2 separate regions of the Drosophila melanogaster genome follow, and region 2 is linked to region 1. Evidence: chromatin contacts called from public Hi-C data. All regions are on one chromosome and are shown on one strand. The core of a region is the stretch at or near the end of the contact, and the rest is flanking DNA. Distances in the headings are between cores, read along the strand shown.

Region 1 (6,713 bases), core at 2,478-4,977:
GGCAGGTAAGATAAAAGAACTGCGCAACTATTAAAGTATTTGCAAGTTTTTCTGCTTTTAAATTATGTGTCAGCTCTTCACTGTGGTTGGCCACAAAAATCTGGGAGCTTGCCAACTAGCTGGAGAGCAATCTCGCAGAGCTGCATCCTTTGGGGAGTCGAAGGGAACTCGAGTGCCAAAATATTTGCCCAAATTATGTGCACAAATCTGTCTCGTTCTTTTACGATCCTGCTAAATAAACGTCGTGAAATAAGATTTCATTTCGTTCTAATAAATCGAATGGCTCGGCAATAAAATCAACAAGCCACAGCTTTCGCTTAGCTGGTGGCCAACTAAATTGTGATAAAAATAACACAAAAGTCAACACAACATTCTCATGTTTCCCGCTGCTTCTTTCAGCACTAAATAAATACACCAATGCTCAAGATAATAGTAGTTTTAACATTACTTCAACACATTTCTTCAAGCTTTTAGCACTGGATATACATATATACAAAAGTGTTTGCTCTGCACTTATTATATATCAATATATAGAAGCCAATAAGAATTTATAGTCTTGGCATCGTTTGTAGTGAACTACTGCTATTACTTTGAACTCAGCTGTTTGCTTGGGTGGTGCTAAAAACAGAAGTCACCGATTTTATTGACTTTGTCGCAGCGTTTATGGACTCCATAACAATGACAGTGTGAATGGCGATGACTTGGCATGCAGCATCCACTGACCCCTTACATTATTCAATATGCGATGCAAACGAGCGTGAGCAGAAAATATATTGCGTATACGCACCGTTAGCCGCCGAATGCTCATTGCTGCGACTTACGTGCTCTCGCAGAAACACACACAAAGTTTGCTCAAAGTTTAGCAAGCAGCTTTACGGGCACTTGTATGAAAATTCATGCCATAAATTCGTATGCACTTACGGCAAGGATAACCGCACAGAAAACAACGCACACACACCTAAATCTACACATCCACAACTACAATCATGCTTACCTTTATCTGTGACGGTGAGCAGCGAGGAGGAAATCGTAGCCTTCATCTTGTTCAGGGCCCCCGTTTGGGAGGCCCCTCCTCCCGAGTCCGCTGCATGCTGCTGCCGTTCGCTGGTCTGCTCGTCGGTGGCCACCATCTGCGGAAAACAGAAGAGGAAAAGCGGAAAAGTTAGAGGTCAGCGCGCGGGGCTAAGGAAATGTGGATAAATATTGGCGTATCGCGCTGTTGGTTTGATTTTCTGCAGCCGTAAATCTTTATTTCGGTCTTGGCTTGCCATGAACGTAAAACGCGAAGCAAAATGACGGGATTATTGGCGTGTATTACAAAACCAGGTTTCCTTTCTATACGAGTTAAAACATTTGAAAAATGTTTATAAACCATATTATTTTGATTAGTAGTGGTATTTACCTAATATAGCTCGTAAAATTTATATTTTTTTGCCGAAAATGACATGCAATACCTTTTTGTGCTCGTAAATAAATTTCAAATCGATTTGCATTCAAAAATAAAAAAAAAAATTTTTGTGAATTTTTTGAAAAAAAAGATGATGGTACCCCTTACAAAAAATGAAAAAATTGGTCAAAAATTATTTTTTCAAAAACAGTTGCTCAGTGATAGGGTTTTTTAGTTGTGGTTATTAGCTGCACAAAACAGTCATTGATTTTGCTCTGTGCCATTTTTTTGCCAAGTTATGGAAAAAAATCCTACATAAATATTGTAATTATGCTAAAAATTTCTATGTCCATTTTTGGGCGAAAAATAAACAGTATTTTATCTATAGTAATAAAAGTATTGATAGAAAAATAAAACGTCCTACATCGTTGAACTCGTAATTTTCATGTCAATAAAGTGTAATTCACACTTTGAAATGTAAAATTTTTGCGAATTTTCAGAAAAATTGATGATGTAACCCCTATCTAAAAATGGAAAAATTGCATAAAAAATTTTTTTTTTTTAAATCAAAAGCTTAGTGGTAGGGCCTGTTAGTTTGGTTTATAAGCAACATAAAACACTGATAGTTTTCGCCGTCTGGCGATTTTTTTCCAAGTTATGCCAAATTAACTAATGAATATTTAAGGGTTGGCCTCATTTTTTATGAGACTTTAACAAAAAAAACTCCTTTTTGGTATCTGGCGGATGAAGTCAAAGCAATACACACCATTTTTGTCTTTTAAGCTTAGCGTGAGTGATCATTTTCATACCCTTAGCTTATCTAAACTAGACGAATATAATCATCAAATTCCCAGCCAGGGAGCAGTTTTCCCTGTGAGCAAGGTTATTACCCTGATGTTCCTCAGATTTTCTCTGATTTTTTTGCGCAGTCATCACGGGCACGCAGGTGAAAGTAACGCGGTGCGTTTTATTTGATTTTTTTCTGTGTTCCACTGGAGGCGTCTGAAGCGCAACAAATTGCCAAGAAATCGTAAAGTGTGGCAAGTAATTTTTGATTAAACAACGGGGCACCAAAGGCGGAATCCACCAGCCGGAGAGTCTTTCAAAAATTACCGTCATTCTTTTTAATGCACACAGCCTGTAAGAAGGGGGCTTCACCGGGCTTAGCCGTCTTTGTGTGTGTGTGTGTTGTGTTCCGGGCAGGAGGATAACAATTGGAGGCGACTGGCCGACCAGCCGAGCCCCGAAAACATAAGTGCTGCTCTGCTATGTCAGCATTTTATGAAGTGGAAATTTTCTATTTGCCAAAGCGCCAACGAAACCGGAACAAACAGCCGCACAGTTGAGTACACAGAAAACAAATGGTGGCACAGCTCTTAGCCAGTATCTTCGAAAAAACCTCTATACATTTAAACCTTTAAATTAAAGTTGGTTACTCAGCATGTTATGCCTGGAACTAATTACTTTACCAGTGATACCATGTAACACTGTCTGTTTAATATATAATCCAACGTCGGGATTAAGTACTACAATGGATTATAATATTTTTTCCTATGCATTAAGGACGATCCATATAGTGCAGCCATCTCGTTCGCACAGCGCAAATTACGCTAAGTGCTTTGGCTGCAGCGCTTTCGGTTACCTACCTTTGTGGGTGGGTATGGGCTTTAGAGGGTTAAGAGCGGGCTTTGCGGGATGTGCGGGAAGTGCCCAGGGGGTCAGGATCCTACTCTGGCGGGAACTAAGCGGCATCTACTGTCAGATTATGGCCGCTTTGTGCTCAGCCCGGGCTACATTTTTGATGATGTCATTTGATGTCGGCCTGGTAATATTCATGCTGCCGATTTATGGGCTCCTTTCTTCCTACATTTTGCCTGCCAACTTTGCCGGGAAGCCCATGAAATCTTAGTGTAATGTATAGTTGTTTGCTCGGCGGTCTTCCTGTCCAGATCCCACCTGCAGCCCAGAAACCCCACTTAATTTATGTGCTCAGGTGTCTGACGCCATTTTTCTTGCGCACGGGTAAACTACTCGGCATTCCTCACGGTTTCAGCTCCGCCCACAGCTCCTCGCACAATTATTGCCGTGTTAATTTTGTCATTTATTATGATTTTTTGCTCCGTCTGGCCCGGTCTGGGTCTTATGGCCCGAAGCCGCAAATAGTTTCATGTTTAGTGCCGAAAATTATGTGTTGACGTTTAAGAGCTGCTGTTCCCTTCCATCCTCGCCCTCCCTCGCATTTCCCGCCGCTTTTCCACTCGCTTTTCCCCGACACAACAATAATATGGCGCGCAATATGTGCGCCCTTTATGGCCGCAAAGTATGCTACATAAAACAGCAGTCAATGCGAAAAGAGATGAGGAGAAAGTTGGTCGCCAGCAGGGAGAAAGTTGCGCCTTGTCAGCCGTGAATGAATGCGCTTGCATTCCGCCAGGATAGACATCCTTGCAGTCGGAATGGAAATCAATAGCAAATTAAACGAAAGCTGCGAGCAAATATTTTACCACTTAAAAGTTGCGCACAAGTTTATAACGAATGTCTTGCAGAAATAGTGAGGACACGTTGCGAGTTTTCTGAATTTAATTTCAAATTGGAGATAATATTAATTGGGAATACTAATTTTGTACACGGAATGTATTAAATTTTAATTATCCAATTCAATGAATTCAAAACAGTTTTCAAAACTGCTGCTATCTGCTCACCACGACTGTTTTGAAAAGTTTGGAGCAGTAATATAAAGTTTGAGAGCTCAATGAATATTTTATTCAGGTGTAAAAAGTTTTCTAATTGCAACCGAGTTAATAAGCAAGAAAATTACTAGCGACTTTAAATTTAATTATTATTTGTTGCAGCCAACTAATGAACACCTATTACCAGTTTATCCTCTAATATATTTGATAAAATAAATGTGTAAATTCAATCGATAGAAAGGGATTATCATCACTTTATTTAATATATTATTCAAAACAACATTTAGTTTTTCCCCATGTGTAACAAGTAGTTTGTGGGGCAGGCACGTGCTTGTCATTCGGCTCAAGGCTTCGAGTTGCCTGTTGCAAGTTGCAGCTGCCTGCCGCCTGTTGCTGTTTATGGCCTGCACCCAGGCACAATAAAGTGCAGCACACTGACAGCAAGGGGCAACCGACTGGGACACGTGTGGTCAGGATGGAATGGAATGGCCGGAATGGAATGAAATGGTCGGGATGGCCTGGCCAGGATCTGTCCACAGGCGAGTCTAGGCGCCACCGCAAGCAAATGGGTAACGAGCCAAGTGCGGCAGTGGTCAGGGAACTTTACAGCGGCCGGACTATTAAGGAAATTGCTGCAAATAAACTGCAGGAGGTTGTGCAGCTGGCAGGACTCGTGCTCTGCATTCACGGTCTAGTGCCCCGTGGTGTCCTTTGATGTCCTGCGGTCCCTGCGCATTTGTCGCCAAATTTCAGAACGGAATGGCCCGACTGGTTGTTAGGCATTTGAATGGCAAATAGAAAAAACTTTGCCAAATCCTTTTTGCCAACAGACTTGCTAACGGACTGTCAACGGCTCATCATTGTTTTGAGATGGGTTCGTTTGGCTTGGAAGCTGGGCCGCTTTGATTTCGTGCTTCATTTGGTCTAATCAAACTTGGCGAAAACACAAAAATCTGCAGCATTTAGTTGGCTGGCATTTGCTTGTCAGCCGGCATTTCCCCAGCCTTTCATTTCGAACTTGGTTTTTATTAACTTTGCAAAGTATTTTCTGCCAAACCGGAATTTCTACGGAATTTACACTCTTCGAGGGCTTTTCTTTTTCTTTTTCCTTTCTTTTCTTTTCTTTGCTTTGCCCTTCCCTTTCCTTCCCTTTTATTTTTGTGTTATTTTGGGCTTCACACGCCCATGTATAATTTTATTCCTCATTTTCCCCTTGCCTGCCCGATCCCGAAAACAATTTCCGCATTAAAAAAAGGGACACCAACTCGGCGGGGCAGGTGCTTCGCAGGATAATTGAACCACTTCGATTGTTGCCAGTCCGTTTGCGTTTATTTTTTTGTGAATTTTTGATATTTTTCGAGCGCATAAACAAAAGGGAAAATCAGTCGGGCGGGCAAAGCATTTAAAGGGCTTTTTAATTAAAAAGTTTTGTTTGCCCTTCCGACAGGCGTTTGTTTTTGAAGCCTGTTCGAGAAGGTTTTAGGCGATTGCTAATGCACGAACTTTTACCTGCAGCCGTGTCCGTACGTTATGCAGTTCTTCGTAATATTGGAATTTATAAAATGGACGAATTCCTTAAAAATATTCCATTGATTGGCTATGAAGCCTGCGCAAAGAAGTTCTTAACGATATACATTTAAGTGCGCGCACTTTGTGGGCAGAAGGCAAATGAATTAAAATTCCGCTTTTATTGCATTTCATTTGCTACTCATTATCATCGGGGGAATAATAATTAAGGAATCACAACTGGCGAATGAAAATGAAATTAAGCATAAATTACGAGCTTCTGCCAGTGACAACAATGCTGGGGCTATGTGATTTATATATTCATTAAATATCGAAGTGTCACTTACCTTTTTCATGAATGACATCACATTTGTTGGCAACATTTTGAAGGTTGTTTTTACTGGCCCTTTCCTTGGTTGAAAATGCGTTTCTCGTTCGTTTCGCTTGTGTATTTAAAGTGCAATTAATCATGCATCCGCCGTGTTGGACGGTGCGTATACGTTATATACGTTATGTTCGTTTTTTCTGCTGCAAGCTGGTAAGCCGCATTAAGTCATTTCGATTTGGATTGTTTTCATTTCTCTTGGCCAGGTATTGTTTATTCTCTCCTCTGATGGCCATTTTTCATTGGCCATGTAAATAGGCATTGACAGGGGTATATTGGCATACCAGTTCTGCATGTTGCGCCAGCTCTCGATCCAGATTGATTTATGTGTAGCTCTAGTTGCGCACTTGGCTTTTAATTAACTTTGGCCATAACTCAAAAACGGTATTATTGCCGCCGGCTGCAGCTGCTCCTTTTGGCGGAAAACATGGAAAATAAACCGAGAAAGAGGCGGAAAATTATAATTAGTCATTTGGCAGTGGGAGAAAGTTGCACGCAGCGCTTTAAGTGCTCAACTCACGGACGTGTAATGGTCCGCTCGGCTTACACCGTACTTAGCCGGGCTCCATAAATTTCCCTACGATAACCATCAACAGTGTTTTGGGTTTCCCCGCTCCCCTGCAGCCACAAACCATCTCGCACACATACACGCACATGCGGAAAAGTGGTGAAAAGTCGAGCGGCAAAAGTTTATAAGGCGGAAATAATGTGTCGCCTGGCATGCAAACGTCCCTTTTCCATTGAC
Region 2 (6,713 bases), core at 1,611-4,110, 190 kb after region 1:
GGTGCATCATTTCGGCCGGGTAGCATTTCAAGAAGCCCCACAAACTGGCAAATGGGTGGGGAAATTATTTCATTTTATGTTAATGATACGAACTAGACGGCTGAAATTGCATTCCTTGCGAAGGTGGTGGATGTACTTAATCGAGTTTATATTGTGCGGAAGGTAGCTTGAAAGTCAAGACAAATACTATGGAACGCAGGCAATTTAGTGAAAGCTGTTTATCAAGCCATCAAATGCAATAAAATTGTTTTTAGTTAAGCGACTATTCTCTGTCGGTTCTCTGTTTGAATTTCTTAAAGGCAAGTTATTACAATATTATAAATGATGGCGAATATTAATACGAAAACTTAATTTCAAGCTCTCATATAACATTTTTTCGTTCTAGCTTAGAACTTGAATGCTTAAAAATATATATAGTATCTGAAAGATATTTTCTTTAAATTCCTGACGCGAGTTAATTCGCCTGGCAGTGCCTGCTCCACATCTCGTTCCTCGTTGTGTCACGTGCAAATTGAGTTGTGCCGAAGCTTGGCGGTATTGGTGTTTGGGTGTTTGGGTGTGGGGATGGGTTGTGCGCGGAGTGGTGCGGCGGTGCAGGTGTGGATGAAATGAAACGTGCTGTGGGGCCCAATGAAGCCATGCAAGGAGTCCATGGACAGGCATACGCGGCTGAGTATTAAGCGTATATGAATGGGAGTAGGGGCACTTATGCCTCGCATTTTCACCCACATCCCAAAAAAAAAAACGCACCACCCACTTCCCGTGAGTGTGTTGAGATTTACGAGTTTGTCATTTGCCTTGCCTGCTTTCAAAGTCACGCACGTTACTGTTAACGAGTGTGTGGAGGGGGGGAGGACGGGGGCAGGGGTTATATCCTGGGTGTTGTTTATTTTTCTCTAGGTCAAAGCCTTAATTTGCCTGCGTGTCCTTTTGCCAACTTTTATTTTGGGCTGATGTGTTTTATGAATGAATCGTGGGCGGCGGAAAATTGTAAACAAAATATGGCAGCTATATATAGATTCATTGGGGGTAAGACGGTAATAAACTTGCAGGCGGCCGACAAATTGCATCCAACAGATACAGATACTGGCACGGAGATACATTCGCTGAACTTGAACTTCTTTCGCGGCCTGCGCCTCAATTTGTTTGGTTTTATTATTTATCTTTCTTTAAATTCTCTTTATTGCCATGTATCTGTATCTGTAGCTGTATCTTGTAGGAGCACAAGTATCTCCTTCTGTGTTCTTAGCTTTTCGCTTTCTGTTGTGCTTCTCGTTCCCATGTACTCTCCTTGTTTTATTTTCTGTTTTCGGCGCTTCTGTTCTGAGCGCGCCAAAAAGTATCTTGAAGATGTACGCACGTTACTGTTAGTTACGAGTATCTGTATCTTTGTATCTCTGTGTGTCGCTTTCTGGCACGTTTTCAGGGCCTCGGCTCAACTCTTCACAACCAGAAGAAGTTCAGAGCCCGCTGCTTTTTAATTTAAGTTGGCGCTAAGACAAACGCAAAATGTATCTATCAGAAACAGTTCTTCTTTTAAAAGTCATTACTCATTGCCATAAGTGTTTGCGGTCCAAAAAGAGAAGCCTCTGCCTTTACTGTAATATTATTATTTTATTTTGTTTATTTGTCTTGCACAAATAAAGCTCGCTGAAATTGCCTGCTTAGGTGATTGTGATTTTGTTTTTTGGGTCTTCTTTGAGCTTGCACTTATTGTAATTTGATCCTCGGATGACCAATAACAATTGTTATCTCTTTGTTTACATGTTTACGCTTGGAAAGTATTTCCTGTGCCCCAAATGCAAATTTCAATTGGAAATTTGTTTTTCTTTGGCTTTCGGTCGAGAGGTGAGTTTAATTGAGGGATTAGGAACAAAAGCGTAGAGTTTTATATTTGATTGGAGCTCAACATTTTTATACATTTGCTCAATTGGCTTTATTAATTGGAGTCGGTTTTATGAAAGGGATATGGCCATTCTGTTTGGTTTCTTGGAAACGTTCCTTACGATTCGTTTTCAAAGAGTTAGTTATGTTCTGTATGCGGCTATTTGTCTTTTTGTTTGATGGCTATGCTTAATTAATGAAAAAAAAAAACCATTTATTTAATTTTCTTTGGTACCACAAATAAAATGATTATATACGCAGAATAGTTATATATAGATAAAAGGTATACATAAAGCATCCCGATTTATATATACTTAAATATATGTATATTGTTAAATCCCTACTACAAACCTTAGTTGTTAATCCATGTCCTTTCACGAGTTTTTTTCCTCGGAAAATGTTGAGTACTTAGAAGCTATTGGAAATCCAAGCCAGTTTCACTATCCATTTGCCGACCGTCGTTGGACCGTTAGAAAAGCCGCGAAAAACCGCACGAAAACGAAAGTTGACAATAACAAACCGCGACGCGAAAACGGAACGAAGGGAACAAAAGAAGGAAATCGCGGAAATTGCAGGGAAACCCAGAGAACCGAGCGCGAAACTGGAGCTGCAAATTAAACCGGGACTTGGATGAAAAGCTGAAGAACTTGGAGCTGCAAGTGCGGCATCTGCGGGAGTTCTTGATTTTGTTTTGCTCTTGGATATTCTAATTCACTGGTCACATTGGTCACATTATTTGGGGCTGCCTGTTTTCGAAACTGGAACAAGTTAGTCGCGAGTCCTTGAACTCGATCACACCCACACCGAAGGGATAGTATATTCCCGAAAATCAGAATCAGAATCAGTTAGTTAGCTAGTAAGTCTCACACGCACTCGCACTCGTTTCTAGCGCTCGAACGGCGGCGGCGGTGCAAAAGTCCGTGTTTTGTAGGAAACTTTTCACCCGAAGGATACACAACAACTGAACTAACTGAACTGAAAATGAAAATGAAAATGAAGGAGCAAACATAAAATGTATCGAACAAGTTCGTGCTCGAAGCGAACAGGTTCATGTTCGCATCGAACCAATGCGGGCTCCACTCGAACTTAAGAATACAACAAGCATGACGACCGAATTCTCTTAACTAGCGGTTTTATATTGTATAATTCATTCAATACTTAAGCATTTTTAAGAAATGATTTTTAATTTATTTTTGTGCTTATTAGTCATTCGTAAAATATATTATTTTTCAGTTTGACCATCATTAAAAGATGAAGAGCAAGATTCTTTCGTTTTGAAATTTGTATTTATTTTTATGTTCCCTAAAAAGTTTTGTAAATTCTTAAATATTTAACTTCGAACTGCTGCTTGTTGCTGTTGCGCCTGCAACTTTTGGCTCGAGAGTCCTGGCACACACACACAAACACACAGCCGCACGCACACAGTTACATTTACGGCTGCATCCTCTCTCTTTCATTAACACACAAGCACACACACACACACACACAGCTGCAACAAGACACGGATACGAACATGCGGCGTTTGAAGTGCGCTTTTGTTGTTGTTGCTGCTGCTGCGCCGCTGTACAGTTGTTGTTCCAATTAAAAATTTTTTTCCCTAGTTTCGCGCTCACAATGCGAACTTGCAATCTATGTGCGCTACGAGATATTTTCTGCTGCCTTTGTTTTGATACCCTAACCAAGGAGCTTACTTAGCTTACTTAGCAATTAAGCACATTGAATTCAAGCATGCATTATATGGTAATTGGCGTATAGTTTATTGATTTATTTACAATTTTATCAGAATAGATAAGCTCGCAAAATGTGTTTCGAAATTCAGGGCATTCGCAGTTCGACCAGCCGAATAAGTTTTACTTTCCCGCTGCTGTTGCTGCGGTGCCGTGGACGTTGCTGCGGTGCTGTTGCTGCCACTGCTGCGCTGGACGCAGGACACGGAGGCAGGACCTTGTGGGCATGTGCCATATATCCTGGCATTGCACTGGCTGCCGTTGCGGGATTTTGGTACAATTTGCCTGCCATGTTTTGCCCCTTTTTTACTTTTGCGCAAAGAGCGGGGGCGGTTGATTTCATTTCACTTTTTTCTCGTGGCGGTCCTGTTGCAACCTCGTTTCATGCCAACTATTAGTGGAGCTGCCATTTTTTCGCCATTTCATAGAGAGCAATCCACGGCGGAAAATGGAAACCTTGACAGTTGCATTGTTGCCTGGCGCTGACAGAGAAAATAACAAAACAAAGCGAGTACGCGGAACGCTGCTGTCTATTTGCATTGCGTAATGGAAAATCATTCAACCTAGGGGCACAACCCTTAACCGACTTCGAATCCTCCGGAACCGAATCTCAATCTGAATCCGAATCCTCCGAACACTGACCTGTCCCATACGCAACGCATACCCATAAAATCCCTCGAGGAACCTCGAAGAAACATCTGCACAAACAACAAAATGCAGCCGGCCTTTTCTCCTCTTAGATAGTTCTTAAGTTCACGATCCGCAGACAAGTTCTTCATAGTTGGGTTTTCTGCACTCGAAGCTGCTGCAAGTCTCTCTTCGTTCTTCTGCATTCCGCTCTTTGCGTTTTTTTCTACTTTTTTCGCTCTTATTTGGCTTTTGCGTGTCCTTTGTGAGGACAGCAAAGGACATTCACACTGCAAGCAGCCACAATAAAAAGACGTGCGGCAAAGGAAACCAGAAATGTATCTGACAGTTGGTGCTGCAGAAGTATTTGAAAAATGAATGAAATGTGCGCACAGAACATGAATAGAAAAATAAAATATTAAAAAAAAAAAAAAAAAAAAATGATAAATGTAATACACTGAAAACAGGGGTAAGATTTATTAGCCAATTTCAAGTATGTATACCTTTTAATCATATAAAATGCTTGCAAATGTGTAGGAACGAATGCACGTTGAGATATGTTAGCCAATAAGGTTGATTATAAGAATATTAAAATAAAATTTAGCTTATTTTTTAACTACAACTTCAAGTGCAGCCATCTCCTAGATCGATTCCATGTACCCAGCGTGTATTCAGACTAACTTCTCCAAGGGCAAACGCTGAAGAAGAGTGAAAATCACTGGCTGAAGTTGAATGCACCATAAGATGCATGGCACACCCAGCAGGACTACAGCATCCTGTGGCTGCATTTCCTCGCCACGTTTTAATTTATTTCATTCCGTTTAAAATCCGCCAGTTGGCCGCCGGTTTTTTATCAACTTACAGCTCCAAAGGAGCATTTCCAGAGTATCTCGGTATCTCAGCATCCGAGTATCTCAATGTTTTCTTCGTTTTTTTTTTTTTTTTTAGTTCGGAGTGGCAAATGCACACGTAATACGAGTAAAGCAAGCCAAATGCATTAACAGCAACAACAAGCCGCTAGAAAGAGAGGGGCATACCCGGAGCGAAAGAGAGGGATAGACACTCCGCACAGATGCATACATATATATTTTTATTTGTGCCATTACAGCCCTCGTTGTTGTACGAGTTTTGAGTTTTCCGAAACTGAAATCATGAAAGGAGCAGATGTTAAATTTTTATACACAACGCACAACAACAGCAACAACGCCTAAGCTGGCAGCGCTGCCGCTGCATTGTTGCTGCTTCTGACTTGTTGTTGCTGTTGTTGCTTTTGATGCCGCATTCTGCACTGCTCGTCATCAGCAGGACATCTCTTTCACTCGCGATTCGGTTGCCAAGCAGCCGCCAGTGATGCCCTCTCTTTCTGACCGCCTCTACTGGTGTTGTTCGACTGCCAGAAACTTCAGCTGCTCACTGCTGTTGCTGTTGTTCTTGTTGTAGTTGTTGGGTTTTCAAGGGATTTTAAAAGGAGAGGGGTGGGTAGGGGGCAATATGGATATTGACCGTCCTTAGAGGAGCCTGCAACCCAAAAAGTTTCACTGGCAAAATCAAATTTGGAGCTGGCTCATTTTATAGAAAATAATAGTTCGATGTGCTTAGATATTTGTTTATGGAACATGAATTTTATATTAATTTCAATGATGATGAAATGGATTAATTTAACAAAACATTCGAATTTGCTGTATTGCAAACTTATTTTTATAATTTTCCCCTTAAACCCTAATTGCAACAGTTTCACCTTTACATAGCATGTGAGTTGGATATGTTTTGTTTTGCGGACTTATCCTTACCTGATTTGTCAATACCTTTTTACCTGGTTTTCGACTGCGTATTGGAACAATAGTTTTCCATTTCGTGATGCTAATCATTGCTAAAACTCCGCACAATACAAGCAGGCAGGACTCTTTTTCTCTCGCTCACATACATATCCTTATAGAAGACAAATTAACCCTCGGCAGAGTCACGGGGTGTGGAATGGGCCTCAATACTCAATGCAGCTCTGTGGGTGGGTTCCGTCCCACTGTGCCAGTTTGAATCGCTGCCAGTTGAAAATACCCACTGTGTGTAGGTTGGAGAGCAGAGTTTTCCACAACAGGTACGAAAGATAAGTAGAACAGGACGAGGCTGTTGCACCTTAGTTTAATTGAGATTTTCGAACATGCACACACTCGAACCCTGACTTATCAATATAATTTGCACTGGTTATGCAACTGGAAATATTGCACAACTGGCTGCGAGTACTCATAATTGTTCACTGGTATTTATTAAGACACCTGGGACGTTGAATGGTGTTCGGTGAAGGACATTCTTGTACTTACCCACAAGGCTTCGATATTAATAGCATAGCATTTATATTGTAGTTATATATTGTAAACATATTTCCGCTTTATGCCGATAAAGAACTAATGTATGTTGTACAGGATCCAGGATCCCCAAATTTCAGCTGCTCCTCGTGTAGTCACCATTCTGTCACCA

Evidence for each region. Hi-C and Micro-C count contacts between places; a contact is called where the count stands out from the background.
Region 2: a contact with region 1 is called in a Hi-C map of the Kc167 cell line, with 2.4 times the contacts expected there. The contact joins the promoter of Tet here to the enhancer-like site in region 1. A contact is called at or near these places in 3 of 107 Hi-C or Micro-C datasets (the Kc167 cell line, the S2 cell line and embryo).

Annotation. Positions count from the first base shown.
Region 1 is chr3L:2,683,559-2,690,271 of dm6, forward strand. It overlaps Fife (fife,), which reads right to left. Exons shown (of 17, transcript NM_001274411.1): 3 at 5,931-6,380; 4 at 995-1,130. The coding sequence starts at 5,966. Among named protein-coding and RNA genes, the nearest start is that of Fife, 25 kb to the right of the region's middle. Within about 2 kb of position 3,728, at least 6 of the 39 cell types and tissues checked have an H3K27ac peak or open chromatin away from gene starts, as enhancers often do. A contact at or near this core is called in the Kc167 cell line, where this site is marked.
Region 2 is chr3L:2,876,298-2,883,010 of dm6, forward strand. Tet (Ten-Eleven Translocation (TET) family protein) reads right to left here and starts at 2,861. Exons shown (of 11, transcript NM_001274414.2): 1 at 2,236-2,861. It overlaps lncRNA:CR44531 (long non-coding RNA:CR44531), which reads left to right and starts at 6,517. Exons shown (of 1, transcript NR_124765.1): 1 at 6,517-6,713.